Regions from separate parts of the Mus musculus genome. Here region 2 is linked to region 1. The links are chromatin contacts, called in public HiChIP or PLAC-seq maps. All regions are on one chromosome and are shown on one strand. Each heading gives the region's core, a stretch centred on a gene start, on an enhancer-like site or on the middle of the called end of the contact. The rest is flanking DNA. Distances are from core to core; before and after follow the strand shown. Region 1 overlaps Slc1a3 (solute carrier family 1 (glial high affinity glutamate transporter), member 3). Region 2 overlaps Gm31340 (a long non-coding RNA gene).

Region 1 (5,313 bases), core at 1,832-4,331:
CTATCTATCTATCTATCTATCTTAGGGGGCTGGAGAGATGGCTCAGTGGTTAAGAGCACTGATTGCTCTTCCAGAGTTCCTCAGTTCAATTCCCAGCAACCACATGGTGGCTCACAACCATCTGTAATGAGATCTGATGCCCACTTTTGGAGTGTCCGAAGAAAGCTACACATATATATATATATATATAATAAATCTTTACTTATATATAATTAAAGATACCACCTATTTTAACCTACTCCCATTTTGCAGGTTAGAAAGAGAAGAGAAGAGAAGAGAAGAGAAGAGAAGAGAAGAGAAGAGAAGAGAAGAGAAGAGAAGAAAAACCATCTGGTGAGATTATATGGCTTGAAGACTTCCAGGGAAGGAGTTTGAAAGCTTGTTTTGTAACATTGCTTACTACAACACAAATGGCTTACCACACCTTGTCTCCTCATCAGAGAGAAATGATGAGTCTTGTAGATTTCATATGGGGATTCAATCATTTGTATAAATTATCTTGTAGCCTAACTTGCTGGTGGTTCAGGCCCCAAAACATCGTCACTGAACTCCCAATCTTTCTACAGAGCTACACTCGTTCCCTACCTGCCTAAAAGCCTACCTCACAAGAGAAGGTTCTAGCACAATCACGCCAGTCTTCACTTGGGAATCTAGAAACTCAAGCATGCAGGATTTCATAATTTGTTCAAGATCCAGGTGCACAGTGCAGGAAGAAGTCACACTGTTTTAAGCAGAAGGGCTGTTCTTTGGAGTAGGGCTGTGCTCACTAAGTGTAGTAGGACGTAAGGTTTACTGGTGTTACAGACCCAAGAGAGTCTTACCGACAGACGTGTGCTCCATGTCGTCAGCCAAGAGAAAATCAGTCCTGTTCTTCCTTTGGTCATTTACTCAGCAATACATTAAACATCTATTATGGACCAAGAATTGTTTTAGGGACTTAATATATGTCAGTGAACAGAACTAACAGAGATGTTCATCTTTACAAAGTATGAATTTTAGGAGAGAGTGGAAATAATAAATATTATAAACTGGGAGGGGAGAGATAAGAACTTCAGGAGCTGATGAAGCTGGCTCAGGAGAAGCAAAGTCAGGAGAGGCATCATGAAGGAGACACAGAAGCTAAACTTTAGAGGAAGCACAGCCTCCTCTAGCATTTAGAGGCATCTGGGGCTAGTGAGTTGGAGACAGAGGAGGCCAGCAGCACCACTAGCAGGAGAGGCATCATGAAGGAGACACAGAAGCTAAACTTTAGAGGAAGCACAGCCTCCCCAGGCATTTAGAGGCATCTGGGGCTAGTGAGTTGGAGACAGAGGAGGCCAGCAGCACCACTAGCAGGAAGACAGAGGCCAGTGCCACGCTGTCACCAGTAAAACCTGAAGAGCTCACCTAATTTTAGAGGACCCCAACTCAGGTTAAATCCAAGATTCAGGGCTTCAGTGTGGAGGGATGAGACAGCGTGGAGCAGAGCTGGAGTTTGTTGAAAAAAGAAAGTTGTCAGGAAAGAGCAGAGCTCACTATAGCCATGGGGCAAGCTTCTCAAAGAAGTGTTGCAGTTCCGTTAAAGACATTTTAATGTAGATTTATAAACACAAAGTGGAGGTGTTCCGAGAAAGAACAAGACCTACTCAAGTGTGGATATGAACTTGTTTGTTTGCTTATTTTATTTTTATTTTTTTAAAGATTTATTTTATGTATATGAGTACACTGTAGCTGTCTTCAGACACACCAGAAGAGGGCATCAGATCTCATTACAGATGGTTGTGAGCCACCATGTGGTTGCTGGGATTTGAACTCAGGACCTCTGGAAGAGCAATCAGTGCTCTTAACCGCTGAGTCATCTCTTCAGCCCCCTAACATCCTTTAGATCTTTAAGATTCTCAGCTAAATATTTGGAGTTATATAACTCCAAGCATTCACTTGAATTCAGCTTATTTTTTCTAACGACCTCTAAGCTCCCTCATAGGCATGTAAGAAATGCTTGGCTACCACACTTCTACCTTTAAACTTCACATGCACAGGTGCTGCATGCGTGGCTGTTTATGTACCACTTGAGTGTCTGGTGCCTGTGGAGGCTGAAGGCCCCTCCCCCTTTCTGTGGTGACAGAAGAAGAATGCATAAGCTCTCCTGGAACTGTAGTCACAGATGGTTACTAGCTGCCTCGTGGGTGGCTGCTGGGACCTGAACCAGGTCCTCTGGAAGAGCAGGCAGTGCTCTTAACCAGGGAGGCATCTCTCCTGTCCTCTATTCTAGTTTTATAGCAATAAATGATTATTTGAGGGATTGAATCAATGTTTCTATTTCAGGATTTATTTCCCAATTTGGAGACGTTGTAGGCCAAGCTCCTCGGGCCAGTCTGGTGAACCTGGTAGTGTAACTTTTCACCAGCTTGTTTTTAAGGCAGGTCAAAGGCAGAATGGAGAATTTACCTGACCAAGAGCTCTGCTGGGCCCTTATCCCCTGCCTTTTGTTTCCATTCAAACTTCCACCGTTTCCTGGTAAGAAGCGCCTTTGTGTTGGAGGCAACCTTGCAGCTCTCTCCCACATCCCGGAGAGATTCCAGCCCTGGCTTGGGTCACTCTTTTGTCCTGTGGTATTTCCTGTTGCTGAGGTGGGAAATACCTGTTCCCACCTTGCTTCTCCCTTATTACTCAGAGGAGCCAGCTCAGGGTGACAGAAGGATGGCCAGAGTGGAGACACCAGGACTGGGAGCAGTCTGGGAACCTTTTAGTTTTGAGAAAAGCCAGGAGCTCTGTTCCTAAAAGCTTACAACACTGTGTGAATAGAAGCACAGGTTTACTTTGGATTCCCCACACTCCCCCTCCCCCCCCCCAAAAAAAAACCTGTGTGAAATGAAAATTTAATTTACAAATAACCCAGAGAGGTCTTTTACATGTCCAATATATTGTTTAGAGCAAAGAAAAAAAAAGCCTCTGAAAGATAATTTTTACACTAAGAGCACAGCCAACATCCTTAGAATCTGCTGACTTCCTGCCTTGAAAAAGATATTACTATGAGTGAGCGGAGAGTCAGAATGAAGTTCGGGCAAACATTTCCAATTCCCCATGGTACCACTCGTGACCGTGTCCTAGGCTTGCACAATCAGTGAGCCAGTCCTACCTGCTTGCATTCCTTCAGAGCCTCTGCTCACTGTGTACACGTCTCTGTGTAATACAAGTGTCATCATCCCTGGACTTTATCTTCTCTGACACTCAGTGAGCCCCTCTTGTATTCAGACTCTGTTCATGGGCTGCCTGAGCCTGGGATGCCTCAGCTAAGAGCCAGGGCTGGCCTGGGAGGCAGTGCCTCTCAGCTTTTTGAGTCTGATCCCCAGTGGCCGCTTATTTCTAAAGCCCTTGTTGCACAAAGCATGAGTGTCTAAACTGCTAAGCCGAAGGAGAAGTTCCAGGCAGAAAAACTAAAACCCAAAACCCTGTCCCATCTCTTTTGGTTTGAATGAAGGACATAAATGATAAGGGATAAGCAAGTGCTTTAAAGGTTCAATGACAAACACAAATAACTGCTTTGGACATCTCATCTGAAGCGAATCCAAACTTTGGAAGGAGACAGAATACCAGAATTTGCTTAATTCTAGCCCCCCAAATTGTATTCCTTTATAAAGATTTCTTTTGTTTTCTTTCTTTTTCGGTGTTTTGTTTTGTTATTTTTTTTCGAGACAGGGTTTCTCTGTGTAGCCCTGGCTGTCCTGGAACTCACTCTGTAGAACAGGCTGACCTCGAACTCAGAAATCCGCCTGTCTCTGCCTCCCGAGTGCTGGGCTTAAAGGCGTGCGCCACCACGCCCGGCAAGCTCACTCATTTTTAAGTCTGGCAGTGATAACAGAAAAGAGCTTAAAACAATAACAAAACCCTACAATCCAGATAAGCAAATTGCTATAACCTCTATGGAACAGAAATTATACATGTTAGCATTTTGTCTAAGCTCCACCCTAAAGTTACCTGGCAATAGCCAGGTGTTCCTGACTCACTATAAAAGGAGCTGTTTGCCCCCTCCTCTTGTCCTTGCTCTTGCCTTCTGGTTCCCTTTCGGTTCTCTTGCCCCCTCCCCCCTCTCTCCTACTCCCCTCCCCCCCCTCTCCTCGTGCTCATAGTGGGCCTCTATGTCTCTTCTCTCTCTCTCTCTCTCTCTCTCTCTCTCTCTCTCTCTCTCCCTCTCCCTCTCCCTCTCCCTCTCCCTCTCCCTCTCCCTCTCCCTCTCCCTCTCCCTCTCCCTCTCCCTCTCCCTCTCCCTCTCCCTCTCCCTCTCCCTTTCTCTGCCTCTACTACCCTCTTAACTCCCCTTCCCATGCCCTGAATAAACGCTATTCTATACTATACCTTCATGTGGCTGGTCCCTCATGGGGAAGAGATGCCCCACACCTCACCACACCTCCACAAAACATATCCCCTCCTCTCTTTATCTTTTTATAAACATCAATATATACTTATCAAAACTCCTTCAGACTCATCAACTTTATTTCTAAGGCTATAACACACAATTCTATTTTACCAGCATGAAATAATAATACAATATTTATCCAATACAATATTATCCATCACACTGTTTTTATAAGTGAGATATAAAGGCTAAAACAACTCAAATGTTCATTAACTATGGATTGCTTAAATAATTTATGGTACCCACAGACACTGTGGTTCAGAGATAATGAAGAACTATGTGTCAATAAGAAGTAACATCCCCCAGTTGGAGATGACTCAGTGGTTAAGAGCACTGACTGCTCCTCCAAAGGTCCTGAGTTCAAATCCCAGCAACCACATGGTGGCTCAACCATCTGTAATGAGGTCTGACAGCCTCTTCTGGTGTGTCTGAAGACAGCTACAGTGTGCTTACAGGTAATAAATAAATAAATCTTTAACAACAAAAAATGTTGGGTTCCCAGTTAACCAGGGTCTTTCCTTAGAAGAAGAAGAAGGAAGGAGGAGGAGGAGGAGGAGGAGGAGGAGGAGGAGGAGAAGAAGAAGAAGAAGAAGAAGAAGAAGAAGAAGAAGAAGAAGAAGAAGAAGAAGAAGGTGGTGGTAGGTGGTACAGGGGAAAATAGAAAGGCAGAAAGCAAAGTTTTTATACCATGCTATTATGTGTACAAGAGGGGAAAAACACCCAGAATTATAAAATAAAAGCATATTCTTGTTTTTATGTTCACTAAATAAAAACATACAAGTAATGGCTAAGCCATCAAATCTTTCGATCTCTCATTTAAAAAAACACCAAAAAAAAAAAAAAAAAACCTTATTGGATTTGTTTCTACATTAGCTCTTCATTTCTTCGAAGCAGTTGCTTTTTCATTCTGAGTTGGT
Region 2 (5,313 bases), core at 2,012-4,511, 130 kb after region 1:
TCCTTCCTTCCTTCCTTCTTTCTTCTCTCTCTCTCTCTCTCTCTTGTTCTTTCTTCTGTCCTTCCTTTCTTTGTTTAGTGTATATGAATACACTGTAGCTGTCGTCTTCAGACACTAGAAGAGGGCATCGGATCCCATTCCATCTGATTGCGAGCCACCATGTGGTTGCTGGGAATTGAACTCAGGACCTCTAGAAAAGCAGTCAATGCTCTTAACCTCTGAGCCATCTCTTCAGCCCCAAACCCTTCCATTTCTCACTCACACAAATAAGATTTCTGAGCTATTTTATATATAAAAATAGAAAATATTAAGATAATTGATGCCCAGTTTTGATTTATTCCAAGAGTAAAAATTATTTATCTATAGAAATAATTCAAATAATGACTACCCATTTAGACCTGCATTTCTGTTAAATTACACTTTTCATGCCTTATGATATACAATAACTTATGTTGACTTTTACTAAAATTATAGTAACTAAATTCAGGATACATTTTCATACTGTTGGGCTCTTTTATTTATAGGAACTGAATGAGCCATTCTAAGTTAAAAATGTTAATGTCAGACTATATGCATATATCTATAAATGTATGTATCTATATGCAGATGAATATATTTTTATATATTTGTATCTACAGATGTATATTCTACATTTGCCTTTACATCTTTTATCTATCTATCTATCTATCTATCTATCATCTATCATCTATCGATCTATGACATATGTGAATATCCATATAGTCTAGTTTTCTTTCTATTATGATAAAATATTCTGACCAAGACCACTTTATGTGAGACGCCCGACTTGCCAGCAAGTAAGACACCACAACAGGATCCTTCTGCCACACGTTTATTGGGAGAGCATGGACTGCGTAGGCGAAAGACCCCCAAGTCCCAGAAATGGCGCTGCTTATATAGGCCTAGGAGTGACGTGTCCATACCTGATTGGTTATGCTACCAGTACCTCATTAATATGCCTCAAGCCAGGCAGTGACTCGGCAAAAAACTCTTATGCACATGTGCACATTGGTTGTTTATAGAAACCAGCACCATCTTGTAATGGCGTTTGCAGCTTCCCACAACTTTAGAAGAGAAAGTGGTTTATTTCAGTTTACATTTTCAGGGCAGAATTCATTATTGAGGGAAGTCAGGGCAGGCATTAAATAAAAACAAACAAAACAGCAGCAACAACAACAACAACAAAAACAAAACAAAAACCCCCAACAACTTGGAGACAGGAAAATGAAGGGAAGATGCTTACTGACTCATTCCTCTGTTTGCTCCCTGACTCATGATCAGCTAACTTTTTTATACAGCCTAGGTCCACCTGCCTAGGGATGGTACTGCTCACAGTGGGCTGGGCCCTCCTAAATCAACTAGCAATCAGACAGTGATCCAAAGACATGTCTTAGGCCATTCCGAGCAAGGAGTTTCCTTAAGGTTCCTTCTTCTCAGATGACTTCATTTGTATCGTGTTGATAATAAAAGCTAGCCCTGGGTAGCTGGTTAGGTTTCCAGGCATGATGTTCCTCCTTCTGAGTAAAATTAGACAGCTGTTGATTAGCCACAAGCTATAGTGCCACTATTGCACCCCTGGGCTGTCTTCATTGTTGTGGTTCACAGACTTTAAAGCTGGTAGGATTGTTGATTGCTCCCTTGTCAGCTTGCACAGCATATTACTCTGAGAGCAACTCTTCAGGAGGGCCTTTCAGGTCAGATCCAGCTCAGATCCTCTTAGTCCTGGGTCTGAAATGTGTGAGGTCTCTAGCAATGGGGCTTACTTTCAACTTGTGGGAGGCAGTCAAAGGCAATAGGGATAATTTACAATGTTTTGGGAGTCACTTGGTCAACCCTGACCAACACCTTGAGACAACAATTACATCTGGTGAATAAAAGTTACTTTTACTGGTAGGGAGCTGACAGGGAAGGTCTGGGGTGCATGATATGAAATTCCCAAAGAATCAACACAAATATTACATTTCAGAAGTGGCCACATTTACTATGTTCTCTAGAATTCTCTCTACTCCTGCTGTTTTTAGCTCTGAGCACTCTGGATTATGTCTCCTTGACCACTTCTTAAAATGATGTGGGGTTCCTGATAGGTGCTTTATTTTTAATTTTTGAAATTATAATTATGTTTCTCCCTTTCCTTCCTCCAAATCCTCCCCTTTGCCTTTCCCTGCCCTGGTGCTGACCCAGTCTCCTTGCACACCCACTACCTGATGGTTCTGGAGGAAGACTTGGGACTCTGAATGATAACTCTTTCCAGAAGAATTTCCCCCTTTTTTTGCTTGTTTTGACGTACCAGAAATGATGCATACTAGACAAATACTCTAACACTACACTATATCCCTAGCCCTATTTGAACTTTTTATAAGTCTTGAGGTAATCTCATTAAGTGCCTCGAACTTTTACTATAGCTTAAGTAGTGCTATAGTAAATTGCAATCCTCCTGCCTCTGCCTCCTGAGTAGCTGGGGTTACAGTCCTGCTCTGTCTAGCCTTGATAAAGATGACTTGTTTAGGCCTCAGTGATTAGCCCAAGCAGTAATCCTGAGTTTCTTTGCTTGAAACAGAATATGAGCTTTAAAAGCAGTGTTTAAAACCCTAGGTAGTGACTTGTGAATCAGAACAGATTGTAGCCTGTTTTACTTTCCTGGGACTAGCAGGCAGGCACCCTGCGGGCTTGTTGGCTTCAACCTGCAGGAGCAGAAAGAAAGAAATAATATTCCAAGCAAGATTAAAATGTGTTGTAAGCCGGCCCGTGGCCTACATGAACTGGGTATTTCTGGAAGGCAGGCTGGGGCTGAAAGAGACTTAAACTGCGAGAAAAGATAATGAAGCCAAGACAATTTTTCTCTGATCAAGGCCCACGATTTTACTCAGAGACTGTGCTTAAAAAGGGGAAAGCCCATCCCCCACCAATCCATTGTTGGTGCCTGGAGCCAGCCCGCAGGTGACTTGCAGGATAGGATGTGCCTCCGGAATATCTTAGGGGCCTCTCAGCAGGTAGCAGTGTCTTGGAGGAGAGCAGCAGGTGACAGAACAATAGAGCCATCTAGGTCAGAAGGCTCCACCCCAGGTGGTCTCATTCTCAGTGGCAGCAAGGTTTGCAACAGCCTGCTTCAGGCTGGGGGAAGCTACAAAAATGCATTTCCAAAAGAAGGGAAAATCAGAAAGCAAGCTCTCCCCCAGCCCGCAGCTCAGAGCCGTGACATTGAACAAATGCCTACAAGAGGAGATGTTTCCCAGCACAGTACCTGACTCAGAGTTGGACATCATCCCAGCCCTGGAGTTTGGATCGGAGTTTGACCAACACAGCTCTAAGAAGAGGCCACAAATGGGCAATCTGTTCAGGTGAAGCTTGGAAAGGAACTGGGGGCTTAATGAGCTAATTTTCCATCAAATTAAAACCAGGTGATTTGGTAAGGGAGCCTGAAGGAGAAGCCTGAGGAGATGGACGTGCCACAGGTGGATTCCCGTGATGGCGTAGCAAGGGGAGGTGGGTGTAATGGGCAGACTTAGAATCACCACTTAATTTCTTGCTTTAAATCTACTACCATTCCCACCTTTGACCAGTGTCTTAGTCAGGGTTTCTATTCCTGCACAAACATCATGACCAAGAAGCAGTTGGGGAGGAAAGGGTTTATTCAGCTTACACTTTCCATATTGCTGTTCATGACTGAAGAAAGTCAGGACTGGAACTCAAGCAGGTCAGTGAGCAGGAGCTGATGCAGAGGCCATGGAGGGATGTTCTTTACTGGCTTGCTTCCCCTGGCTTGCTCAGCCTGCTCTCTTATAGAACCAAGATTACCAGCCCAGAGATTGTCCCACCCACAAGGAGCCTTTCCCCCTTGATCACTAATTGAGAAAATGCCTTACAGTTGGATCTCATGGAGGCATTTCCTCAAGTGAAGCTCCTTTCTCTGTGATAACTCCAGCTGTGTCAAGTTGACACAAAACCAGCCAGTACAACTAGCTATTTGGGCCATGTTTGAAGAGCAGCCCCAACCTTTGGTTTCCCTGTCCACCATTCTGTGTCTTGGGCAGCTGGCCAGCAGTGTGATGTTTTCAATTACTTAAAATAATTTAAGCAAGGCCAAACTGTTTACCCTGTGCCAGCCCCCAACAAGCTTGGCGTCTCTCATCCTGTGAGCTGTACCTCTTCTGGTTTGGAGAATCAAATAGTGGAGAGAAGCAACCTATTAATGGGATATACATACATATCTACACTCCCACCCCCAAGCACAAGCAACTCTAGAGACTGTTTAGTTTCTCTTGTATTTTTCTAGATTTGGGGAATGTGGAATTTTGCAGAAACAAATGCATGTCTAGACTAATGGAGAATTTCGAACATTGATTTATTTATTTATAGATTTATCATGGCTTCTCTGATTTCACAGCATTTCCTTCTTATTTCCCAGTCACATGGCACATTAAGATGCTTGGCTTAGAAAAGTTAGGGAAGAATGTTGTGATGCTTCTGGGGTGAAATGAAAACTCTTGTGGTTGATAAAAAGGACTGGGGGTTGGCACCCCTAAACTGGAAATTCCAGAGAGAGTTGTTTCAGTGGGTTTGGGAGGCCTGGGCCTTGGCTGTTGGTCACAGAATACTTTGGTTCTCAGCACAAACGAACAATTTGTTTCTAGTTAGGCTTGTTTTCTTACTTACATTGGCAGCAGTCTTAACGTTTATTATGTTAACTTAAAATTGTTTTAACTTACTAAAAAACAAATGGTGTATAGCCATATCTGCCAGTTTTTGTTTTGTTTTGTTTTTGTTGTTGTTGTTTTTACTGGGGGAGAGGAGGTTCTGGCTTTTTTTAAAAAATTGGATATTTTCTTTATTTACATTTCAAATGTTATTCCCTTCCCCCCCCCCCCCCAAGCCTCTATTCCATCCTCCCTCCCCCTGCTTCTGTGAGGGTGTTCCTCCGCCCACCCACCCACTCCCACCTCCCTGCCATTGATTCCCCTACACTGGGGCATCTATTGAGCCTTGATAGGACCAAGGATCTCTCCTCCCATTGATTCCTGGGGAGATGGTTTAATTCAAATCATTTGCTCATTCAGTTTAGTGACAACATCTTGGTTTTTGTATCCATTTGCCCTTCCTCTCAGCCTGAACCGCACAGGCGCTATCAGGTCATTCATTCATGTATTCAGTTGACAAACACATGCGGACTACTTACCAGGCTCTCAGAACTGGACTGGGGGCTGGGATGAGGGGTGTCAGGATTCTCACCCCTGGAGAGCTTCCTCTGCTTCCTTTGCCCTGCCCACAGTCTCTGTGCATCTCCTGGGAGGGTGTTTA

What was found. HiChIP or PLAC-seq counts read pairs in DNA pulled down with a chosen protein or histone mark.
Region 2: a contact with region 1 is called in an H3K27ac HiChIP or PLAC-seq map of epiblast stem cells. The contact joins two enhancer-like sites. A contact is called at or near these places in 2 of 39 promoter capture datasets (frontonasal cranial neural crest and second pharyngeal arch cranial neural crest), 6 of 115 datasets of contacts at active chromatin or transcription factors (embryonic stem cells, epiblast stem cells, microglia and 3 more) and 1 of 9 other capture datasets (pancreatic islet).

What each region holds. Positions count from the first base shown.
Region 1 is chr15:8,695,605-8,700,917 of GRCm38.p6, forward strand. The region is part of intron 2 of Slc1a3 (solute carrier family 1 (glial high affinity glutamate transporter), member 3); the gene reads right to left. Among named protein-coding and RNA genes, the nearest start is that of Slc1a3, 13 kb to the right of the region's middle. Within about 2 kb of position 3,082, at least 35 of the 459 cell types and tissues checked have an H3K27ac peak or open chromatin away from gene starts, as enhancers often do. A contact at or near this core is called in embryonic stem cells, epiblast stem cells and stem cell-derived epiblast-like cells, where this site is marked.
Region 2 is chr15:8,829,115-8,834,427 of GRCm38.p6, forward strand. All of the region lies in intron 3 of Gm31340 (a long non-coding RNA gene), which reads left to right. Among named protein-coding and RNA genes, the nearest start is that of Gm31340, 120 kb to the left of the region's middle. Within about 2 kb of position 3,262, at least 21 of the 459 cell types and tissues checked have an H3K27ac peak or open chromatin away from gene starts, as enhancers often do. A contact at or near this core is called in embryonic stem cells, epiblast stem cells and stem cell-derived epiblast-like cells, where this site is marked.